Linked DNA regions of Sus scrofa: region 1 is linked to region 2. The links are chromatin contacts, called in public HiChIP or PLAC-seq maps. All regions are on one chromosome and are shown on one strand. The core of a region is the stretch at or near the end of the contact, and the rest is flanking DNA. Distances in the headings are between cores, read along the strand shown.

What was found. HiChIP or PLAC-seq counts read pairs in DNA pulled down with a chosen protein or histone mark.
Region 1: an H3K27ac HiChIP or PLAC-seq map of alveolar macrophages shows a contact between it and region 2. The contact joins two enhancer-like sites. A contact is called at or near these places in 4 of 47 Hi-C or Micro-C datasets (alveolar macrophages, fetal heart ventricle, fetal skeletal muscle and 1 more) and 2 of 2 datasets of contacts at active chromatin or transcription factors (alveolar macrophages and skeletal muscle).

Annotation. Positions count from the first base shown.
Region 1 is chr8:20,080,050-20,085,197 of Sscrofa11.1, reverse strand. All of the region lies in intron 1 of RBPJ (recombining binding protein suppressor of hairless), which reads right to left. Among named protein-coding and RNA genes, the nearest start is that of CCKAR, 120 kb to the left of the region's middle. Within about 2 kb of position 1,462, at least 2 of the 83 cell types and tissues checked have an H3K27ac peak or open chromatin away from gene starts, as enhancers often do. A contact at or near this core is called in alveolar macrophages, where this site is marked.
Region 2 is chr8:19,771,403-19,776,543 of Sscrofa11.1, reverse strand. No RefSeq gene overlaps it. Among named protein-coding and RNA genes, the nearest start is that of SMIM20, 73 kb to the right of the region's middle. Within about 2 kb of position 2,848, at least 4 of the 83 cell types and tissues checked have an H3K27ac peak or open chromatin away from gene starts, as enhancers often do. A contact at or near this core is called in alveolar macrophages, where this site is marked.

The DNA.
Region 1 (5,148 bases), core at 213-2,712, 310 kb before region 2:
GAGAAAGATGCTGGTCTAAAAAGGAAATCATGTTGCTTCATAGACACTTTTTCCTAGCATATTAGGGTTTCGAGGCAACTGGGGAAAAGCTTTTCCACAAATAAAGATAAATGCTTAGTAACAGATAAACATTTAAAAAAAAAACCTGAGGAGTTCCCATCGTGGCTCAGCAGTTAACAAGCCTGACTAGCATCCAGGAGGACAAGGGTTCGATCCCTGACCTCCCTCAGTGGATTAAGGATCTGGGTGTTGCCATGAGCCACACAGCTCGCAGACACAGCTCAGATCCTGAGTTGCTGTGGCTGTAGCATAGGCTGGCGGTTACAGCTCTGATTAGACCCCTGTCCTGGGAACCTCCATATGCTGCAGCTACAGTCCTAAAAAGACAAAAAAAAAGAAAAATAAAAATGAAAAAACCTGAAAATTTACAAAAGAACTTTTCTTTCTTATAAGTAGTAGTTAGTTTAGTGGTATCGCCAATTGTTACTTTACTCTTTCCGGCTGGGTTAACCAATTTGATGAAGAAGCTGAAAAAAAAATTTCCCCTGATTAAAACAATGGAATAAGAAAAAGGCCACATACTGGATTAGATTTTTAACTTCAATGAAAATAGTCTCTTAGAAGCAATGGCCTTCTAGGACCTACAACTAGAAGCCCAAGGTTCAAGACTCCGAAGATGGTAATACAAAGTACAAATGCTTGTCTTTTGCTTTTTTATTAGGACTGCTATTGTTTTCAGTTAGCAGCCAAGATCAGAGTTTCACGGAATTTCATTAGTCCACCCCAACCCTTCGTTCCCCATAAGGCTTATTATTTCCCTGCACAATTTTGTCGAACCTGAGTTTTCTCAAGCTACATGGTCATCCCTCAGTATTTGCAGGTGACTGGTTCCGGACCCCCTCTGATACCAAAAATCTACAGATACTCAAGTCCCTTCTAAAATGACAGTGTATTTGCATATAACCTATGCACATGCTCCCATATACTTTAGACCATCTCTAGATTACTTATAAAGTAACACAACATAAATGTTATGAAAATAATGCCAGCAAGTGGCAAATTCAAGTTTTGCTTTTGAGAACTTTTTGGGATTTTCCCCCTATTTCAAGCCACAGTTGGCTGACTCTTCAGATGCAGACTCTGTGGATACCAAGGGCCTAGTGTATATAAATGGCATCGTGGCAGAAACTCCTATATGCATTAGACAAAACAATCCCTGTGAACCTTTGGTATGTGGACTTACTAGAAAATAGTTTTTTGTTTGGTTTCGGTTTTTAAAAGATGTGAGGTAAACTCCAAAGCTACAGAGAAAATAATAAATGTGTGTTAAAACTGCTACAATTAGGACAAAAATGCAGTAGTAGAGAAAAAAAAATCACCTGATGTGCATAGAAATAAACTTAGAACCAGCCCTGTGAATGACTCTCACAAAGTATTAAGCAAGATTTTTCTTTCTAAATAATAAAGTATGTTACATATACCACAGTTTAAAAAAAGGAAGTAAACTTAAATAGACTGCTCTCACTGAAAAGTACTAAGATAAAAAGGGATTCTATCATTCTATTAGAAGTATCTTTAAAACTTGGTTTACCTCCTTTTTATCACAATTTCTTAACATCTGAAATTTCTGTACCTATTTAATGTGTGTATTAGTAAAGTACAACACTTCTTTATAACTGCTCCTGCCAAAGTCGCTGACGCCCTAAATCTGGTGGGCATTTGTATTTATTCCATTTGCCCTCTTGGTAGCATGTGACACGACTGACAAGTTTCCCTCCTCCCAGAAGAGCCCTCTTCATTTTTCTAAACTGAGACTGTCTAGCTATTTGTCCCATCTCTTTCATATTTAGTTTTCCTTTCCTAATATTTACACCTCCACTCATTCCTTAAATGGTGATGCTCACCAGTGGTTTCTCTCTGCTTAACTCCAACCCTCCCTGAGATTTTGCCCACTCTCAAGGCTTTAATTACCATCTAAGAGTCTTCGAGTATGTATTTCAAACTTTGACCTCTCTGCTAAGTTCCCGAAACCACAGACATAATTCATATACATAACTGGCCGCTGGATATCTTCCTCTAACTCTCACAAAATGGCCTCCAACACAAGATGTTCAAAACCAAAACCTTTCCAGAGCAACACTAGCTCTACTCCTCTGCAACACCATTTATCTCAATGCCTTCTCATCTCAATAAATGGCACCACCATCCTCCACCCACAAGAAAATGTGTAAAGCATCAGATTTTTTTTTTTTCTTGACAAATTTTTTGGCCACACCTGCAGCATTTGGAAGTTCCCGGCCAGGGATCAAACCCACACCACAGCAATAACCAGAACCACAGCAGTGACAAGGCTAGAGTCTTTAATACAATTAGCCACAAGGGAACTTCCTCTTGATAAATTTTTAATAGCTCCAAAGTTGAGATATATCCACCATGACTCTTTCTTCACTCTTACAACTTGCCCCAACTAGTTATATTAAAGAAATAAAGGCCCACCCAATCTTTCCAAAAGGTAACCTGTCCTAACATATGTTATTATTAGATTTCCTTTCAAATCTCATTAAAAATTACTTCAGAGGAGTTCCAGTCATGGCGCAGTGGAAACGAATCTGACTAGGAACCATGAGGTTGCAGGTTCAATTCCTGGTCTTTTTTTTTTTTTTTTGTCTTTTTGCCTTTCTAGGGCTGCTCCCTTGGCATATGGAGGTTCCCAGGCTAGGGGTCTAATCAGAGCTATAGCCGCCGGCCTACGTCAGAGCCACAGCAACGCGGGATCCAAGCCGCATCTGCGACCTACACCACAGCTCACTGCAACGCCGGATCCTTAACCCACTGAGCAAGGCCAGGGATCGAACCTGCAACCTCATGGTTCCTACTCAGATTCGTTAACCACTGTGCCACTAAGGGAACTCCCGATCCCTGGTCTTGATCAGGGGGTTCAGGATCCAGCGGTCCTGTGGGCTGTGGTGTAGGTCACAGACATGGCTCAGACTGGTGTTGCTGTGGCTGTGGTGTAGGCTGGCAGCAACAGCTCCAATTTGACCCCGAGCCTGGGAACCTCCACATGCTGCGGGTGTGGCCCTAAAAAGACAAAAGAAAAAAAAAGAAAAAAAAATGACTTCAAAATACAGACACTTCTTGGTATAGAGTCAATGCAGCCTACAAATGCAAAGTTTTGAGGATCTTAATAACTGACTCATGTTTTTGCAATTTCATCGTGGATCCCCAATACATATGTTTTAAAATGTCCAACAGAAGTAGGAAAACACATATTAAAAGGCGGGAAGAGAATCCTACTAATACCAAGTAAAATCTCCACAAAAGCTTAAAATTAATGTGGAAAAAAGGTGGGATTTTTTTTAAGTAACTGCATCACTACATCCCCTAAAAACATTTCTTGTACGTAATAGAAACCTATCCTTAATACTAACAAAGACCTATCAGTCAGAGTTTCCTCATGGCTCAGTGGGTTAAGGATCTGGCATTGTCACTGCTGTGGCTGTGGTTACAACTGTGGCACAGGTTTTATTCCTGGGCCAGGAACTTCTGCATGCCATGGGTGCAGCCAAACAAACAAACAAACAATAACAACAACAAAAAACCCTACCAGTGCCTCAAAGCACTGGATGGGCTGACCAATCAGAAATGAAAATAGCAACACTCATGTCAGAACTAAGGAAAAGCCCACAAGTGGGAGGGGTAGTTAAGGCATCCCTGGAAGAATAGCTGAGGCATCAGCTAGATGATTCCTCAAAGGAACAGACGACCTTTCCCCAGGAACATGGGAATTACACATACTTCCAACTTTTGGATGTTCTCAAGTCCAGTAAGACACTTTAATATCTATATCATATTCTATTACCAGGTGTCATCTTTCACAAGCGTACCAAGTTGGTGTGATTAGGCAATCATCCAGCATAAACAGGAATCTCAGTAAGCACTGTTAGGGACAAGTGCTGGAAAAGCCATCTGTTTGATGGAAATAATATTTCTATTTCCCTAGTGATTACAGCTACCAATGGCAACCATGAAATCCCAAGAGAAGAAAAAAACCTTAACTGCCTCAAAACTTTAATTATTCATGTAAACTGGCCAAGAATTTAAAGTTAAATGTTACACAAAAGGCTCTCTAACCCCCTAATATTTTTGGCTAATTATTCCATTGGTAGTCTACATCTGCTCTGCTAAGAGCTGGTTATGAATCAGAAGTAACTCACTGGGAATGCTTTTATATCTAAAAGTGATTGTAGATAATAACTACAATTCACAAAAACTGTTATTTTTAATGTGCATAAAATCCTGTCCCACAAAATAAAAGAACAGATGTTACTGTCAAAGTTTAAACTCTCTTAACTACTAGGAAGAATGAGACAATTTAACAACAAAAGAGTTAATTTTGACAGCCTATTCAACCTATACTTTTTGAATATTTTCAATACTAAGCAATTTATGCTCAGGAAGTATGTTAAACACTGTTCTTACAAATGCAGTGAATATATTATTGGATTTAAATACATAAATAGTTCAGAGATTTCCAAGTATATATATACTCTAAGAACTTAAAAAATACTGACCATAATCCCACACAAACAGTTGTGGGGTTTTGTTTGTTTTGGTCAGAAGGGAGCCTCATTTGTTTCAAGCACTGCTCTTCTACCCTTTTTTTCCTTTTTCTTTTTTTGAAATAAATATTTTCTAGAATTCTCTTCACTGGAGAAATTGATCTTCTAGATATTTTGGTTTTGGGTTTGTTTTTTTTTTTTCTTATAGATATTTCGATAAAAATTACCAAGGCGCCCTTATTTCTTGTAGCTCAGCTCCAGGTGTGATCTTTAGTATCTCAGAGTAGTTACTTTTAATAGAGTTAAACAGGAGTTCCCATCGTGGCGCAGTGGTTAACGAGTACGACTAGGAACCATGAGGTTGAGGGTTCGGTCCCTGCCCTTGCTCAGTGGGTTAACGATCCGGCGTTGCCGTGAGCTGTGGTGTAGGTTGCAGTCGTGGCTCAGATCCCGCGTTGCTGTGGCTCTGGAGTAGGCCGATGGCTACCGCTCCGATTGGACCCCTAGCCTGGGAACCTCCATATGCTGCGGGAGCGGCCCAAAAAATAGCAAAAAAAGACAAAAAAAAAAAAAAAAAGTTAACCAT
Region 2 (5,141 bases), core at 1,599-4,098:
TCATCACCATTACCTATTTCCAGACGTTTTCACCACCCCAGACAGAAGCTTTACCCATTAAGCAATAATTCGCCATTCCTCCCTGTCACTTTCTGCTGTACAGCAAAGTGATTCAGTCACACGAACACACACACACACATATATACATATTTACATATATCTACATATATTATGTATATATAGAAAAAGAACATGTATATATATTATTTTCCATCATGGTCTAGCCCAAGAGACTGGATAGAGTTCCCTGTGCTGTACAGTAGGGCCTCCTTCTTGTCCAGTCCAAATGTAATGGTTTGCATCTACTAAGCCCGGACTCCCAGTCCATCCCGCTCACTGCCCCCTCCCCCTTGGCAGCCGTACGTCTGTTCTCCACGTCTGTGGGTCTGTTTGTTCTGTAGATAGGTTCGTTTCTGCCATATTGTAGATTCCACATCATATCAGACAATCTTAAGCAAGTTATCGTTAGTGACTTTTGCTATATTTAGACTTAACGTAGGCAGGATTTGGGGTTCCAGGTTGTGTTTCAAGGGATCTCACTTGGCCAGTGTGATGCCAGGCTTGGGGCTGGTGTCCCAGGTGCGTTTGCATCTATTCGTTTGTTTAGGGCAGCTGTTTTTATGCAACTCAGGGAGAAGGGGGGAGTTTTGTATCTGAAGAAGAAAGGAAAGCAGGGTGTGTAGGAGGAGGCTTTGGGTCGCCAATCAATTAAAGTGAGCTTCTGCAAAAATTGAGAGTGGCTGGGTAAATCCTGGGTGTCCTCTGAAGCCCAAGGTCGGGTGTACAGCACAACCTCAGGACAGACCTAGGACCACCATCCAGATGGAAAGCGGCCAAGACCATCTCTTCTCTCTGCTCCTCTCTGCACTTCGGCTCCATCCTGAGTCCAGCTTCTGGGCCTCATCTACATGGTAACACACAGGCCACCCAACAGCACCTGGGTCTTTTTTATTACAGGTGTAGCCCCATGAGCTCCAGCTTAGAAACCACGATGAAAAAAAGAGAAGGTGGTACTTCCAAGTTGGTGAGCACGTGGAGATCGGGGGACAGTCAGGCTCTGGAAGAGGCCAAGCACCCTCTCCCCACCCTAAGATGCCTTGCCCTAAGCATCTCTTCCTTCTGACTCTTCCCCAGTTATAACCTTCATAATAAACTGACAATATAGTAGGTGAGAGGGAGGAGGGGAGGAGAGAGAAAGAATAGCTTTCTGCCCTGGCCACAGGGGTCAGTCCCAAGGGTCCGGATTCATCCTCCTTGGGACCCATGTCACTTCTTCGCTACTCACTGTTGTCAGGGGAAGAGGGAGCTCTGACTGGCTGGGCCCGGGTCATGGCATCCCCTGGAGAGAAATGGAAATGAGGAAGCCTGCTGAACAGAGAAAGAAGAAACGTGAAAACCACAGTCCCCTGCAGGGCGATTCCCTTACGTGCCTCTCCCACCCACACAGACCGAGCCCAGCTCTGATGCCCGGGGCTTGGGGAGGCCGCCCCAAAGGACAGCTTCACAGAGAGGAGCAGGGTTTGCCCAGAGAGCCCCAGCCAGCACTGAGATGCCTCAAGGAGGAAACCAGAGCCCCAAATCACCAGGGAGCCTGTGCTTGAACCAGCACCTGTGCAACCCTGTGACATAATCGCAGGGAAGTCTAAGTGGAGCTGAACCACTGTGTGGGTATCATATTCAGGGCCTTAAAATCATTGGATGTCACTTTCCCCCCACAAACTCATCAGACCTAGGAGCCCGGCTGGCTGTATAGGTGAGCAATCCCTTGTAATGGGCCATCAAAATTTTCTCCCAAGATTTACTGTGATAAATAATTCTGCAGCCAGTCTCCTTGCCATTAGATCTTCACACTCATTCTGACTTATTGCTGTTTGTAAAAGCTGAAGGTAAGAAAAGCCAGAAGAACAAGCTGAGACTAAGGAAGTCTCTGGTTAATGAAGCCAAGCTCAGCCAGAGCTCTTTGATTGCAAATAAAAGAAACTCCAGTCAAGCCAATTTCAGCAGAAGGAATATTTATGGATTCCACAACCACAGAGCCCCCAGAATGGAGTGGATTTCTGGTATGATTAGAGGCAGAGGTGCAGTAATGTTCCCTCTCTTCTCTCTCTGTATCCACTTCTCAGCTCTGCTTTTCTTGGGACACAGGGCTCATACCTATTGCAGAAGATGAGCTTCCTTCACGTGGCTCAGGGGGGTGTCGTGGGGAGAAGGTGAGTAAGATCACAGACAGGTTCGGGTTTATATCATCCATTCTCAGTAAAAAGTAAGCTCCTGGGAGTTCCCGTGCGGCTCAGTGAATTATGAACAAACTAGCATCTGTGAGGATAGGGGTTCAATCCTTGGCCTAGCTCAGTGGGTTAAGGATCCAGCATTGCTGTAGCTGTGGTGTCAGCTGGCAGCTGCAGCTCTAATTCAATCCCTAGCCTGGGAAGCTTCATATGCCACAGGCGCTCCTATTGATAAAAAAAAAAAAAAAAAAAAAAAAAAAAAAGTAAGCTCCTTTTTCCCAAAGCCAGACTAAAATCCCAGGAGTCTGATTGGTCTTTCCAGGATGGCCTTCCTGCTCCATGAACCCATCACTACAGCCCTGGGTAGCTACATTCTGGTAAGTTACTTTCTGATCACAGGATCCGTAGCCCCAGGAGACCCATGTGGGTTGGAGGAGGGTCAGTTGCCAAAGGAAAGAGGAGAACTGCTACTAGAGGAAGTGGGGAAAGGCTGTCGGCAGCTTGACAGAAAAGACAGGCAAAAGCTGAGTCCTGTAGGCTGACCGGCCGTGTGTCCTGCTGCAAGGCGTTCAGGGCTGGGACAAACAGGAAGTTCTCTTCCTAAAAACAGAAATGAAACCCACTTCTGTGAGTCATGGCACAAGTGTAAACCACATGAAGGTGTGGCCCCCGGGGTGTATACAGGGATATGTGTTTGCCTTGAAGTCAGTGTCGATTCATTGAAGGACCCATCCCTTCTTTGGAAGATGGAATGATTTTGATGAGAACATCAACCGCCCGCCCCCAATCATTCCATGGCTCCTGATTTCCTGCAAAGCCCAACTCCAACGTCACTCTAATGTGCAATGGCCCTACGATGCCAAGGAAAGACCTTGAGCTTTAGGGCAGGCAGACCAGGGGGGACTGCCTCCAGTTTTGGGACCCACGGGCAAGTTACCTTGAACTTCTTGCAGGGAGGGTTGGCAGTGTGGTGTCGTGCTAGTGTCCTGGCTCCTGAAGCCACCCAATCTCCATCTCTCAGCCCCATGCCCTTGAGCACAGGCCTTGACTTCTCTGTGCCTTGATTTCCACATCTATAAAATGGGGGTGGTGATAAAACTTGACAAACCTGTTCAGTGGATTAAAAGAGACAATGCCTGTCAATTGCTTCAGGTGAGAACTCAATGAATAAGAGTCTTTGTTATGATTATTGCTGTTATCTTTGAATTCGCAGGACCTGGCCCTGAATGAAATACTGGTTTAATGAACCAATGGACTCAACGCTACATAACCTCATTGTCCTAATTTATAAGATGAGGGAATGCTATTTATCTGAGAGATTCTCGTAATGATTAAATGAGATAACGTATGTAAAGCTTCCGGGTCAATGCCTACTTTAGGACAGACAATTTATATTGGTTTTCCTTCATTTCCTCCCTTACCTGGCCCCTGACATTCGATGTCCTCCATCATTTTACGGGTCAGGTTTCTGAGCTGCAAAATGCTGAGACCTCACTGAAAGTGATTTGTAAAGAAAAAGTACTGGATCCAGAAAGAGTAAAGTCCAAGGTAAACCTGACCCCAGGGACTCCTGTGATGTCAGCAGGACCTGGGCTCCACGTAGCTTACTTCCTCGGCTTCAGTGTTGACTTTATATCGGGCACATCCTCTTTATCTAGGGGCCTCCAGCAGCTCAAGGTCCTCCCCAGGTTTCTTAACCTCTCTGCTCAGGGTTCCCATCTAATATTAGATAATTAACACATTAGTTCATACATGTAAAGTACCTAGAACACTGGCGAGCACATAGCAGACTTTCAATAGCAGTTCTTCTCATTGCTGCTATTCTTTGTCAATTCCAGAGGAAAGGGAGTTTCTAGCTCCAGAAGACTCCAAGGATTAAGTCTCATTGGATCAATGCCGAGCCTCTTTTTGAGGCAACAGCCATGAGCCAATAGCAGGGATGGTGTAGGCACAGGTGCTTGTAGAAGTCCCAGTAGAGGATCATAGACAGAGAGGAAATCTAGGGGACGTTGGGAGATCATTGGAAGTTAATAAATTGCTCAAAAAAGCCATCAGCATAAGGCAGGCTTGCTTGACTAGTGGAGGCACGAGAATCGCCTCAGGTCATTGGGTGGGGGATGGGATGAGGTCTGCGTTCAGGTTCAGACCCAGGGCAGAAGTTCAAGGACCATCTTTCTGCTGATTTGAATACCGGATACCAAGGAGGAGCTACTACTCCCAGAAAGGAAGAGGAGGGCTTTTCCAACCCCCACTCCCCTTGGATGAAAAAAAAAATAAAGCCCACCGGGTCCTCGGATCCTCAGGGCAGAGCTTCCATGCCTGCCCTCTTGCATCTCTCACAAGCGTCCTATTTTAATAAATCTATTTCTTGCCTATCAACTTTGTCTCCTGCTGAATTCCTTCTGCACGGAGACACAAAGAACCTGAACCTCAGTGCGTCCAGACACAGGGTGAGTGATTCTATTCTAAAACCATGGGTTTAAGTCCCAATCTGACGCTAGTCTGGGTTCGAGTCCCAGCAATCTGGGTCTGGCTGGGTTCAGGCCATTCATGCTGTCAGTTTCACAAAGAGTAGAATAATTTGATTGTTCAGACCTGGCTTAGTACCCAGCCCTGGAGCTAGAGGCAGACTGGGGATCACCCTTCCCCTCCCACGGCTAAGAATAGAAGGATTTGGTCTCCCAAGAAAAGTCAAGGCACTCATAATAGAAAAAAAAAAAAGACCCTGGACCCAGGGCAGAAAGAGCAGGCGTCCCAGGGGTTAATGCCCTGTCTCCCGAAGTGGAAGGGACCATCTTCTTCTACTCCTGCCCTCTACTGTCTGCTGAAATGTTGAGGGCCTGAACTTTGCGCATTATTAACCCTCTCAAAGCCTCAGTTTCCCCACTTGTAAAAATGAGATCCTAATCTTTC